2 separate regions of the Pan troglodytes genome follow, and region 1 is linked to region 2. A link is a contact called in public Hi-C data. All regions are on one chromosome and are shown on one strand. The core of a region is the stretch at or near the end of the contact, and the rest is flanking DNA. Distances in the headings are between cores, read along the strand shown. Region 1 overlaps RTN4IP1 (reticulon 4 interacting protein 1). Region 2 holds the start of CD24 (CD24 molecule).

Region 1 (6,502 bases), core at 2,331-4,830, 360 kb before region 2:
TCTCAGCCTTGTGGAGGTTCTGAAACACACATGACTTTTAAATCGGGGGGAAAACATATAAAAGATAGCAAAGTATCTTAGCATAATATGCCAGGTTTACTGTCTTAAAGTGAGTGAGAAACTTAATCTGAATAAGTGGAAAAATATAGCTACAAAACAAATCAACCAAAGGAGACCAAGATAGCCTAGATTTATGTGTCCTCTTCTTCTAAGCCTCTGTAATGCATGTTGACATTCCCCAATTTACAGAAGAGTTTGTGTGTGAATTAAATATTTAGAAAGTTAAACACATTTTCCCAAGAAAACAAAGCTATTTATATATCTTGGTAAGGTGGCCAGGGTAAGCCATTTATGAAGACTTAGTTAACCCATAATCGACGAAGAACTTTATACACAGGATAACAATGGCTTTGTTATCCGAAGTGTATTCAGAATTTCAACCAGGGGTACTGGGAATGTATCCCCCCAAATGGGATACGCAGTGGGAACCATCCCAAATCACTGGTTCCTTCAATCTTATACAGAAGCAGATAGAGGGAATAAATGTTTGTGATGGGCAGGGCACGGTGGCTCATGCCTGTAATCCCAGGACTTTGGGAGGCCAAGGCAGGTGGATCACCTGAGGTCAGGTGTTCGAGACCAGCCTGGCCAACAAGGTGAAACCCCATCTCTACTAAAAATATAAAAATTAGCCAGGCATGGTGGCGGGCACCTATAATCCCAGCTACTCGGGAGGCTGATGCAGGAGAATTGTTTGAACCTGGGAGGTGGAGGTTGCAGTGAACCGAGATCACGCCACTGCACACCAACCTGGGCGACAGAGCAAGACTCCGTCTAAAAAAAAAGGAAAGCTTGTGATGGGTGACAATAGGGCATAAGACAGAGAGAAGTAGTGAGGTCAGAGGATTTACCATGGAGCCAATGAAGCCGAAGCCCTTCACTTACACAAGGCCCAGAGAGGAACCCTAGCAATATTTTGCATAGACATGTTAGATACGAGTTCTAAATTTCTTTTCAAATAATTAATATGTCAGTATGTTCTATTCTTTGCCTTCTACTTTTAAACTTCCTCATAAAGCAACCTTTTACAATTACCTACTCCACCCTAACTCATGCTGATCACCTGCTCCACCCTGACTCATTCCAATCACCTGCTCTACCCTAACTCATTCCAATCACCTGCTCTACCCTAACTCATTCCATCACCTGCTCCACCCTAATTCATTCCGATTACCTGCTACCTGCTCTGCCCTGACTCCCACCAAAGCACTCACCCCATCATTCTCTTTAAATTAGCCAATCGGAATTAGTTTAGTCTGTGCGGTCTAACCCTAGCCAACAGGGGAATGACAGAGCAGCAGGGCACACGTGCATCAGGGATAAGAACCCCTTCCCCTCCCTTGTCCAAATGTGCGCTCGCCATTGTTCCATTTGTAAGGGCGCACCCTTCTATATAGAAGTAACTGGCCTTGCTGAGAATTAAAAAGAAAATTTTATATTCGAGTGCTATTTCTTTTGTGGCACCGAAACTTTATATGTAACAGACATATGTTTTTGTAAAATTTGTAAAAGATATGCTAACCACAATCAGTTAAGATTGGTCTTTTTTCACTCTTACTCATCAGTCTTGCTTTTTTCTCAGGTGATACTAGATCTAGCTAAAGGGAAGTTGATTGGAAATATACTTGTTTGGGGTTTAGTGGAAAATACTGATGTGGTTCGTAGTCACTTCTGTGTAGAGTTAAGTTATCCCTAGCTGTCCTAGTTTAAGAAATGCCTTCCAGGAATTTCTTCCTACCTCTCACTAAGTCAACTCACCTAAGCCACATGACATTTCCTTAAAGCTGTGTATCACTGCACCCAGCACAGGGTCATGTGAGTAGTGAAGGAGAAAGAAAGTTAAACAAGGTTTGAAATGTACAAAGCCAGAAGCTAGTCTGTGGAAAATTCCTCCAATTAAAAAAATGTAAGAATTTACAAGACAACACTATATGGAAGAGGTTAACAACAAACTAATCAGGATTGTTCATTAAAATACAACAGTATTTTAGGCTTATTCACTACACAAGAAAACGTGAAATGCCTTGAAATCTGTAAACCAAAAACAAAATTCTAAGGCCCCAGCCAACTGAATGGACTCCTCTTTTTGGCCAAGGACATTCCAGAGTTGCCTGAAAATCTAGTTCTGCTCATGATGGCAGAGGAGGTTGCAGGCCTCATTATACCCCTGCAGCATTAACATCAACACAGACCTTCAATCTGATAGGAAACATTTACAGTCTATTCTCTCTAAAGCTGGCTACTTGGAGGCTTCATCTGCATGACAAAACCTAGGTCTCTACAACCCCTTAGCTTAACCCAGACATTCCATTTCACTTATAATAAATCTTTCAACCAACTGCCAATCAGAAAATTTTTAAATCTACCTATCACTTGGAAGCCCACCCCTCTTCAAGAGGTCTCACCCTTCAAGATCAGACCAATGTAAATCTTATGTGTATTGATGGATGTATTGTCTTCCAAAAATATATAAAAGCAAGTTGCACCCTGACCACCTTGGGTGCATGTCATCCTGAGGCTGTGTCACAGGCGTGTCCTTAACCTTGCCAAAATAAACTTTCTAAATTGACTGAGACCTGTCTCAGATATTTTGGGTTCACAAATCTTATAGCTGGCATATAAAAGGAACTTGGAAGACATTGTTCCAAATTTGGCAACAATCTTACATTTTACATGACACGAACAATAATGACTAGTGCTGAGGAAGGTGAGAGAGCAGGGTTTATGAAAAATGTCAGGTTTTGACTTAGGGTAAACCACAATTAACTGACATTAGGATTACAGAGGAAGAGTTGGGGTGGTAGTTGGTAAGCGTTGTTTTGCTCAAGTTGAGTTTGAGATATAAAGAGAACATCTAACTGGAACTCAGTAAGAGCACAGAGTTAGAAATATAGATCTGTAAGTTACCAAACTATAAGTAGAAGTTGGGAGTAGATGAGATAACCCTGGGAAACAAAAAGGAAGAATAGAGTGGAATACTGGGAAAACAGCACATTTAAAGGGCTGGAGGAAGAAGTGGGGCTTCTAAAAATGACAAGAAATGGTCAACAACAAAAAAAGAAAACTTAAAAGTCTTAATGTCCCTGAAACCATATGAAAAGTAAGTATTTAGGAAGTGGTCAACAATGCCAGCTACTTCAGAGAGGTCAAATTAAAATAAAATAAGAACTGAAAAATGTCTTTGGGCTTGGCAACTTAAGTCACTTAAGTTAGCTACGACCCCAGTGAGGGCAGATGCAATTGAAAGGCAAGGCTAGAAGCTAGATTACAGTCCATTGAAGAGTAAATGACTTATAACCTCACGAGATAGTTAACCTAGTCACTTAGAAAGCTATTGTATAAAACACAAATTTCCAGGAGTGAGGTTTCTGCTATTCTTTTAAGTGCCCACCGCCCCCGCCCCCCCACCCAGGACTCCCTGGAAAATAGACCTGAAGCAAAGGAAGATTCATTTCCATCACACTGACCAAGCCAGAGCCTCCACTCTCACTCTCCTTGCCTCCTCAACCCCATACTTTGTTTATGCAAGAAAACAGCTGGGGTTTCTTTCTACTTCCCCTTACCCCCCTAACAATACAACCCAGTCAGGTGCAAATGAAAACTTAAAGTGCAAAAGGGTAATGGGCTTGGGGAGTGGGAAGAAACAGGTGGTGGTGGGGTGAAGAAAAGGCCTTAGAATGCATTTGAAAGAAGAAGGCTGTCATTTTAATTTTAATATAAGCATATTGGTAGGGAATAAACCCAATGTTTTTAACTCTGGGCCTAATTCTATAATTCTATATCAGAATTAATCAGACACCTAATTTACACTTACATGACAAAATTTTACTGCCATAAAACCTAATATCAAAAAAAAAGTATTCCTAAATTCACTTCATTGAGTTGCAAGTATACACAATTTAAAAGTGAAATTTATTTTGTGGAGGAGGAATAGTTCAATTCCTAACTCTGTTGCCCAGGATGGAGTGCAGTGGCATGATCTCGGCTCACTGTAACCTCTGCCTCCCGTGTTCAAGCAATCCTCCTGCCTCAGCCTCCTGAGTAGCTGGGACTACAGGCACGCAACACTACACCTAACACCTTTTAATACTTCTGTCAAACAGAGTGAAGTACAACTTTCCCGGCAAGACATGAATTTCAGGCAGAGCATGAAATATTCAAGTGCACCGATGACACTACCAATAAATAAAACCATCAAATCTTACCATATTCAAAAAATATCCGGTTGTAACAACTTTTTAAAAAAATTTCTACTTATCTTGAGAGCCCTAAGTTATCTATGTGTTCCTACTGAACAAATCATGAAGAAACTATAGATGGGCTGATAAAAAGGAAATAATTTTCACTTGACATTTTCTTTTTCTTTTTTTTTGTTTCGAGATGGAGTCTTGCTCTGTCACCAGGCTGGAGTACCGTGGCACAATCTCAGCTCACTACAACCTCCAACTCTGTGGTTCAAATGATTCTCCTGCCTCAGGCTCCTGAGTAGCTTGAACTACATGTGTGTGCCACCACGTCCAGCTAATTTTTGTATTTTTAGTAGCGACGGGGTTTCACCATGTTGGCCAGGATAGTCTCGATCTCCTGACCTCTTGATCCACCCACCTCGGCCTCCCAAAGTGCTGGGATTACAGGCGTGAGCCACCACACCTGGCCTCACTTGACATTTTCTAATGATATCAATGTGTGGACAAAATGACAGTATTATATGACATCAAGAATAAACTATTTCCTTGGTTCACTGATACTCAGCTGCTGCAGAAAAGTAACTACAGAACAAAGGGGGGAAAAGGTAAACATCATCGAACCCTTAGAAAGATTTGTCCTAATTTCAAATAAGCTGTTTGTTATAAAGAAATCCTGTAAAATCTTCCAAGGTGCTGATAGGTGTTTTTGTCATTGTTAATTTTTTTTTTTTAATTAACTGATTAGAAAAAAAAGATGATTCATCTTTGATAACAAATACTGATCTGCTTTGTGCAGACTAAGGCATGCCTTAATGCCAATAGCTAACAGAAAAAGAACAGTTATTGTTTACCATATTGAAGCCAAAATATGCTCCATCAATTACAATGAATAGTCAAATGGAAAATCCACTTTGGACACTGGAACTTCTGAGTTTAGGTACAATAAAATCTCATTATAGAATTTCTTCATTAAAAGTATTTTTACAGTATTTTAAGGTGCTCACATCTCTCATGTGACTCTCACAAATAAGCAGTTAAAAGAAGTAGGCCATTATTATAACCCATGTGTGGTAATTTCAGTAAACCGAAATTTCTGAGAGCAGCAAGTACCAAGTGCTATGGTCTGAATGTTTGTAATGTTTGTGTCCCACCAAAATTCGTATGTTGAAATCCTAACCCCCAGGGTGATGGTATTAGGAGGTGGGGTGATTAGGTCATGCAAGCAGAACCCTCATGAATGGGATTTGTGCTCTTATAAGAGAGAGAGAGACCCCAGAGATATCCTCACCCCTTCCAGAATATGAGGACAAGCGAGAAAGCACTGTTAAAGAACCAGAAAGTTGGTCCTCACCAGACACAAAACCTGATGTCACCTTGATCTCAGGCTTCCCAGCCTCCACAACTGTGAGAAATAAATTTCTCTTGTTTTTAAGCCACCAGTTTATGGTATTTTGTGATAATAGCCTGAACGGACTAAGACAGCAAGGTCTCACTGTGCTCACTGAGTCACTCAGGACAAATGTGTCCTACAGATCACAACATGTGAATGCAGCAGAAGTCCATGATGTGAATTATTGAGACTCTTTGCAATGGGTTTCACTCTATATTGGTTAACATTGGCTAAATCAATAAACAGACCCAACTCAATATAAGATATCATCACCTAATAAGGTCTAAAACTTTCCATTTCTCAAAGCTCTCCTCAAAACCTACACTGTCCTATACTCATAAACTCAGAGGAAACCACAAAGAGACCATAAATATATAGCATGTGGTCACCTGGTTAGTTAATGGCAGAACAGGACCCAGGGCTCCAACTTCCCAGTTCCAGGCCATTGTTGCTTAAACAGAAGATAACAGAGTACCAAAGAATTACCCACAAAGCCAACAACAAACTGAGGACTCACACCAATGTCTCTAAGAAGAGACAGACCTTTGTCTCTAAATTTTTAAATTTTTTCTTATCTTCTAAATTGTTTTTTACAGTATATTAAAAGTAAGTCCACAGAGCCCTGAACCAGTAAAAGAAATGAGAGCTCTCTAACAATAGTGCACATACAGTCATGCAGGCATAGAAAACAATGTTTTTAAAGGAAAAAACAAAACAATAAAACCAATGCTGTTGCAGAGTCTACAATTACAATACAGGTCTAAAAATCTTCAATAAGGTTTTTGCAAGGTTATTAACTAAGAGAAACCATTAGAAAAATCTATGTGGTCAGAACTAATTTAATTTAAACAAAGTGTTGACCAAA
Region 2 (6,428 bases), core at 24-2,523:
CCAGGGACAACGTCCCCAGGGAGCCCGAGCTCTCCAGGCGCTAATCCCTGCAGGCACCTCGGGCCTCTGGGTGAAAGTGGGAAGTAGGCACCTGGCTGCCTGGGAAGGGACAGCGTGGAACCTGGGGTGGGGCAGGGTCCTCTCAGCCCGCACGCGGAGCTGCATTGTTCCCAGGGCCGTGGGAGGGGAGGGGGAAGCACGCAAGGGAATGGAAAAATGGGGTCCACATGGCCCTCTCCCCTGGTCAGCTAAGCAAGATTCTCTCCCGGTCCCTGTCCGTGGCCCGAGGTAGAAGCGCAGGACGGTCCCCCGGGACCGGGTCCATCTCCCCTGCCCCCACCCCGGGAACGGCCCTCGAGCCCCGCCGGGCGCCAGGGCCTCACCTGCGTGGGTAGGAGCAGTGCCAGCAGCAGCAGCCCCAGCCCGAGCCTGGCCACCATTGCTCTGCCCATGTCCCCTCCGTCGGTGCGCGGCGCGTCTAGCAGGATGCTGGGTGCTTGGAGAACCGCTGGCTCCGGGCGGGCGCAGGCAAGGTGGGGAGCGCGGCGAGCCGGCGAGACCTTATATACCAGGAAAGCCACAATAGCCGTGACGTGGCGCCGCCCGCCCACCCCGGCTCCCCTCCGCCGCCGCCCGCCGCCTCCCCGCCTTCCCCGCCCCGCTCCGGGTTCCCCAGCGCCCCCGCCGCCGCCGCCGCCACCGCCACCGCCGCTCCGGCCCTCGCGGGCCGGGAGCCCCCCGGGCGGGCGCCGCTGCAGGTGGGCGGGCGCCGCCGGCTGCTGGTACCCGGCTGGTATCCCCGCGCCGGCTGCGGGCTGCGGGCAGGCTGGCACAGGCGCCCAGCGACTCCTACACAGGACCCGGGGCACACACGCGAGCCACACACGCCGCGCTGGGGGCCGGGCCCAAGTTTCCTTTGTTTCCCGGGACCTGCCATCTTACCCCCCAAAAGAAAAGTCCGCGCCTCCGCTGCGGCGGGGTAGCCGCCGGTCCTGGAGCAAGTGCGTTGCCACCCAGACTGCAAAATGCGCCCCGGGGACCCGAGAGGGGCCGCGAATTCCAGTGCGACCGCGTGGGGGGCGGGCGCCGGGACCCCTCGGGCAGGGTTATCTCTCGGCCCGCCGCAGAGGAAAGGCGAACGCGGCGGGCGTGGCGCGGACGCGGGCCGGACGCTCACTCTGGCCGACGGGACCCGGGCGCCGCCTAGCGCGAACCCTTCCCGCCTGGTCGGCGCTCCTCGCAGGCGGTGTCCGGGTCCGGAGCGATCTGCGCGCTCGGCCCCGCGGCCGCGCCCTCCCCGAAGCCCTTGCTTTGTTCTGTGAGCGCCTCGTGTCAGCCAGGCGCCGTGAGCTCACGGGGGCGTCCCGGGTCCGCATCCTCCCAGGAGCTGGGGAGCCGCTCGCTGGGCGCGGACCCGCTGCCTGACGCTGCAAACTACAGGGTTTCGGTCCCCCGCGCTCCTGCCTGCGGCGGGCGAGGAGGAGACGGCCCACCCTGAGGGGACCCCCTCCGCGGCCCTGAAGCCCCCACCGCCCTCCCCGAGCGGCTCTGCTCCCAGGTTCTACTCGGGGGCAGGAACCTCCCCTCCTGGCGGTCCCACTACAATTCACCGTCCCTCTCGAATTCCTGGGGATACACTTTTTCGGTCTCTGTTGCCCGTCATTCGTTTAAAGAGCAGAACCGTTCGAGATAAAGGCATTTACTTATCCGTAGTTGCCATTAGGCAATTTAATGAACCGGCACAAAGAGGAGATTCGTCATCACTCTTTAGATTTTGGTGGAATACTTCTTTCCTATCCATCTTATTGTGAAAACTTTCAAGCATACAACAAAAGTTGAAGTAATTTTACTGGTGGAGTATTTTGAGTTTAAATTTTAATTGCAAGACTTAATCTTTTTATTGAAGGTTTAGCCCAAGTGTTTTTCAGTCTTTAAAGCAAACAGCAGAGACCAAACCTAGTATGGTTGTAAATTTGTTTAAATTTCAGTTTTGCAGAACACTCTCGTTAGTACTTTTGGTTCAATTTTTAATTGCAAGACTTAATACTTTTATTTAAGGTTTAGCCCAAGCATTTTTCGGTCTTTAAAGTAAACCACAGAGTAGTAAGATTCTAAATTTGTTTAAATTTCACTTTTGCGTGGCAGTCTCATTAAAACAAAGTAAGTTTCAGGGAAGCAAAGTGACAATGAAATCTGCAGTAGGTCTGTTGACTGAATAGTGACTGAATCGGTTTGTGCCTTCAAGGTCAGTCACTTTAGCTCAGTAATTTTCCAAGCACGTTTAAGATGTGCTTGGGAACACAAGAATTTCTGTCGAGCACCAGTGGACTTTCCTGTTTAACAGTGTACCGTACCACATTATATAGAAATACTTTGGCCGGGCGTGGTGGCTCACACCTGTAATCCCAGCACTTTAGGAGGCTGAGGAGGGCTGATCACCTGAGGTCAGGAGTTCCAGACCAACCTGACCAACATGGTGAAACCTAAAATCTAGTCTCTACTAAAAATCCAAAATTAGCCATGCATGGTTGCTCATACCTGTAATCCCAGCTACTTGGGAGGCTGAGGCAGGAGAATAGCTTGAACCTGAGAGGTGGAGGTTGCAGTGAGCAGAGATCAGGCCATTGCATTCCAGCCTGGGCAACAAGAGCAAAACTCTGTCTCAAAAAAAAAGAAAAAAGAAATAGTCTGGCCCAGCTTCTCCATTCCTTTTCCGGGTGAAAAAAATGGACTGTTTGTGACTCAGGAGTGCCGGGTTCCAAGGCAAGGAACATACTATGTCCTCCACAAGCTGCTTGTTGAACTAACTGGTGGTATTCCTAGGATAAGACAGCCTCTAAAGACAGACTGCCAGAGTTCAAACCGTGGCTCTGCTAATTTTGCTGGAGACAAAAAGCCTCAGTTCCTTCATCTATAAAATGGAGATAATAACATCATTACTAATTAGTTATTAAAGAGTTATTGTATATATAAGTGTTAGAATACTGCCTGCCTCAGAGTAGCAGCTCTCACTTATTTGCTCTTCCACTGAAGGTGCCAGCAACCAGAAGGTAATTACCTTCTCTGCCACTGTGTGATACGTGAAAGAATATCAGTCTCCAAATAATTCCCAAAACTGGCAAGGCACTCAGAATCTGTGCTTTGTGAACCATTTCATCACCAGCTAATGAGACTGGATAATTCACATAGCAAAGCCCTTCACCTCTGCCCAGGAGTTCCCCCTGGGCATCCTACCGGGGGTGTTGCCCAGGACTTTGACAACTGGAGGCCCAACACAGGTAAGATACTTCTCTTTACAGGTCTCCACCCTACCCTTTTCCTGTACAGCTAGAAACTCAAGAAAACTGCCTGATTTTTCCTTTGCAGTTCTTTTGGTTTGTGATTCTTTCTTCCTATTCTTTATCCACTTCTCCTGGTTTTTCATAGTTTGTTTGCTAATAAAACCTGAGCCACGGCTGGGTGCAGTGGCTCATGCCTATAATCCCAGCACTTTGGGAGGCCGAGGCAGGCAGATCACATGATCAGGAGATCGAGACCATCCTGGCTAACATGATGAAACCCCATCTCTACTAAAAATACAAAAAATTACCTGGGCATGGTGGCACACGCCTGTAGTCCCAGCTACTCGGGAGGCTGAGGCAGGAGAATCGCTTGAACCCAGGAGGCGGAGGTTGCAGTGACCCAAGATCATGCCACTGCACTCCAGCCTGGATGACAGAGCAAGACTCTGTCTCAAAAAAAAAAAAAAAAAACCTTAGCCAATAATAACTCACGCCACTAACAAATTGAGACTCTTACCAGTTATCCTGAACTTTTTGTTGAGACACATGGCCAATTTCCATTTTATAGAGAAAGTGTGGTATAGAATGATTTTGAAACAGATTGATTGCATAAATTGATGTATGTGTGGAAAGTTATAACTTTCAGTTTTCATAGCTTTCATGAGATAGTATGAAAAACTCCCTCATTTGATGCTGGTTCTCTTCTGAGAATACTGAGGGAGGAGCAATGCTTACAATTTCTTTTCTTTTTTTTTTTTTTTTGGAGACGAAGTCTTGCTCTTGTTTCCCAGGCTGGAGTGCAATGGCACGATCTCGGCTCACTGCAACCTCTGCCTCCCAGGTTCAAGCGATTCTCCTGCCTCAGCCTCCCAAGTAGCTGGGATTACAGGTGCCTGCCACCATGCCTGGCTAATTTTTATATTTTTTTAGTAGAGACAGGGTTTCACCATGTTGACCAGGCTGGTCTCGAACTCCTGGCCTCAGGTGATCTGCCCGCCTCAGTCTCCCAAAGTGCTGGGATTGCATGCATGAGCCACCGTGCCCGGACAATGCCTACAATTTCTAAGGGCAGACCTGAGACCAGACTGGCATAGCACATAGTGGATTCTGGGGTCAAATATGGATTTGAATCCTGCACCACCACTTTCTCTCTCTTTTTTTTTTTTTGTAGACAGGGCCTCACTCCGTCACTCAGGACGGAGTGCAGTGGCTCATTGCAACCTTCACCTCCCTGGTTCAAGCCATTCTCCTGTCTTAGCCTCCCGAGAGACTATGTCTTGCCTACCCAATATCCACTGCACCTGGCATGCAATCAGTATTTGCTAGTTGAATGGACTAATATTAAGGAAACAGGTTAATTTGCTTTTTAAGATAAAATAATAAATCCTGTTTCTAGAGGAACAGAAGACACAGGGGTTAATTATTTGACATTTTTAGCACTTTTGGCAAAATAGGTATGAAATATAATGTGAATCCAATAAAGGTGTTCCATCTGTGCTTTATAGCACAAATAGTGGCTGGAATAATCAAATATTTAATATAAATTCTGTTCTACAACATGATGCAATTCTTAGTTGTGTTCATAATACTCTTTTTTTTTTTGAGATGGAGTCTCACTCTGTCGCCCAGGCTGTAGTGCAGTGGCGTGATCTCGGCTCATTGCAACCTTCGCCTTCCGGGTTCAAGTGATTCTCCTGCCTCAGCCTCCTGAGTAGCTGGGACTACAGGCGCGCGCCACTACGCCCGGCTAATTTTTGTATTTTTAGTAGAGACGGGGTTTCACCATGTTGGTCAGGCTGGTCTGGAACTCCTCACCTTGTGATCTGCCCGCCTTGGCCTCCCAAAATGCTGGGATTTGGGTGTGAGCCACCGCGCCCGGCCCTCTTTTCCCTCTTAATTCTGTGCCACCCTGCACTTGGTTGGCATAAATGGAATATTTCCATTTATCCGGGTCTTTCAGTGGAGCTTTGTTCTTCACTGCCAATCATGAGAAGGCAGTGAAGGTAACAAAGTGAGTTTGCATTTCTGACTGATGAGGTCCTAGGTCCAGTAGCTGCAGCATGTTGAATCAGCTGGTGGCGTCCCAGCCGGACTCTCTGTGTGGACGTGCTGCCCCCTGCTGGCCACTGGGACCTTACGCGCTCACTGTCAGGAAAACAAAAACAACTCTTGTGCTGAATGTAAAAAGCCCTGCATTTTGGAATCCTTATAAAGCTAATAAACCACGATGATTTTCTTTGACTTTACTTCCTTTTTCCCCCTGTAGAGTCACTCAAATTCTCTTAACCCTCGTTGAGACCAGAAAACAAATGTAAAGAGAAAGAATTGTGACTGTTTTCAGATGCAAATTGAATAATAGGATGCTTAGAGGTAAGCATCCTATTATTCAATTTGCATCTGAAAACAGTCACAATTCTGGGGTGTTTGAAATAAAAGAAAGAAGCAACTCTTAACCTCTTTTGCCAGAATTTAAATTTGGTGTCTCCCTTGTATTGGCAAGGATGCAAGAAAAGTCTTTCTCGTCGATGCTGATGGGATTATGGAAAGGAATTTGACATCTCTCAGTATTAAAAATGCACATTCTCCTTATTTTAAGAATTTAACCTGGCCGAGCGCAGTGGCTCATGCCTGTAATCCTAGCACTTTGGGAGGCCGAGGCGGGCAGATCGCCTGAGGTCAGGAGTTTGAGACCAGCCTGGCCAACAAGGTGAAACGTTGTCTCTACTAAAAATACAAAAATTAGCCAGGCATGGTGGCACATGCCTGTAATCCCAGCTACTTGGGAGGCTGAGACAGGAGAATTGCTTGAACCCAGGAGGCAGAGGTTGCAGTGGACTGAGATCATGCCACTGCACTCCAGCCTGGGTGACAAAAAAAAAAAAAAAAGAATTTAACCTACAGATAAATTTCTACAAATGCAGAATAATGTATATTCAGGGATTTGTTGCAGCACTGTCATATCATGAAATATTATGAAGTCATTAAAAAGAGTAAAGGAACATAATCTATACTACAGGGGAAAATCCAAGATAAATTCTTAAGTGAAAAAAGCAAGATACATAACTGTGTGTACAGCATGGTACTTTGTGTTTAAAAAACCAAAACTGGCCGGGGGTGGCTCACACTTGTAATCCCAGCACTTTGGGC

What was found. A called contact is a pair of places that touch in the nucleus more often than the background predicts.
Region 1: a Hi-C map of induced pluripotent stem cells shows a contact between it and region 2, with 1.9 times the contacts expected there. The contact joins the enhancer-like site here to the promoter of CD24 in region 2. A contact is called at or near these places in 2 of 7 Hi-C or Micro-C datasets (induced pluripotent stem cells and stem cell-derived neural progenitor cells) and 1 of 1 datasets of contacts at active chromatin or transcription factors (stem cell-derived excitatory neurons).

What each region holds. Positions count from the first base shown.
Region 1 is chr5:118,524,986-118,531,487 of NHGRI_mPanTro3-v2.0_pri, forward strand. All of the region lies in intron 4 of RTN4IP1 (reticulon 4 interacting protein 1), which reads right to left. Among named protein-coding and RNA genes, the nearest start is that of QRSL1, 15 kb to the right of the region's middle. Within about 2 kb of position 3,581, at least 2 of the 24 cell types and tissues checked have an H3K27ac peak or open chromatin away from gene starts, as enhancers often do. A contact at or near this core is called in induced pluripotent stem cells, where this site is marked.
Region 2 is chr5:118,886,396-118,892,823 of NHGRI_mPanTro3-v2.0_pri, forward strand. It overlaps CD24 (CD24 molecule), which reads right to left and starts at 1,274. Exons shown (of 3, transcript XM_024357344.2): 1 at 943-1,274; 2 at 384-560. The coding sequence starts at 452.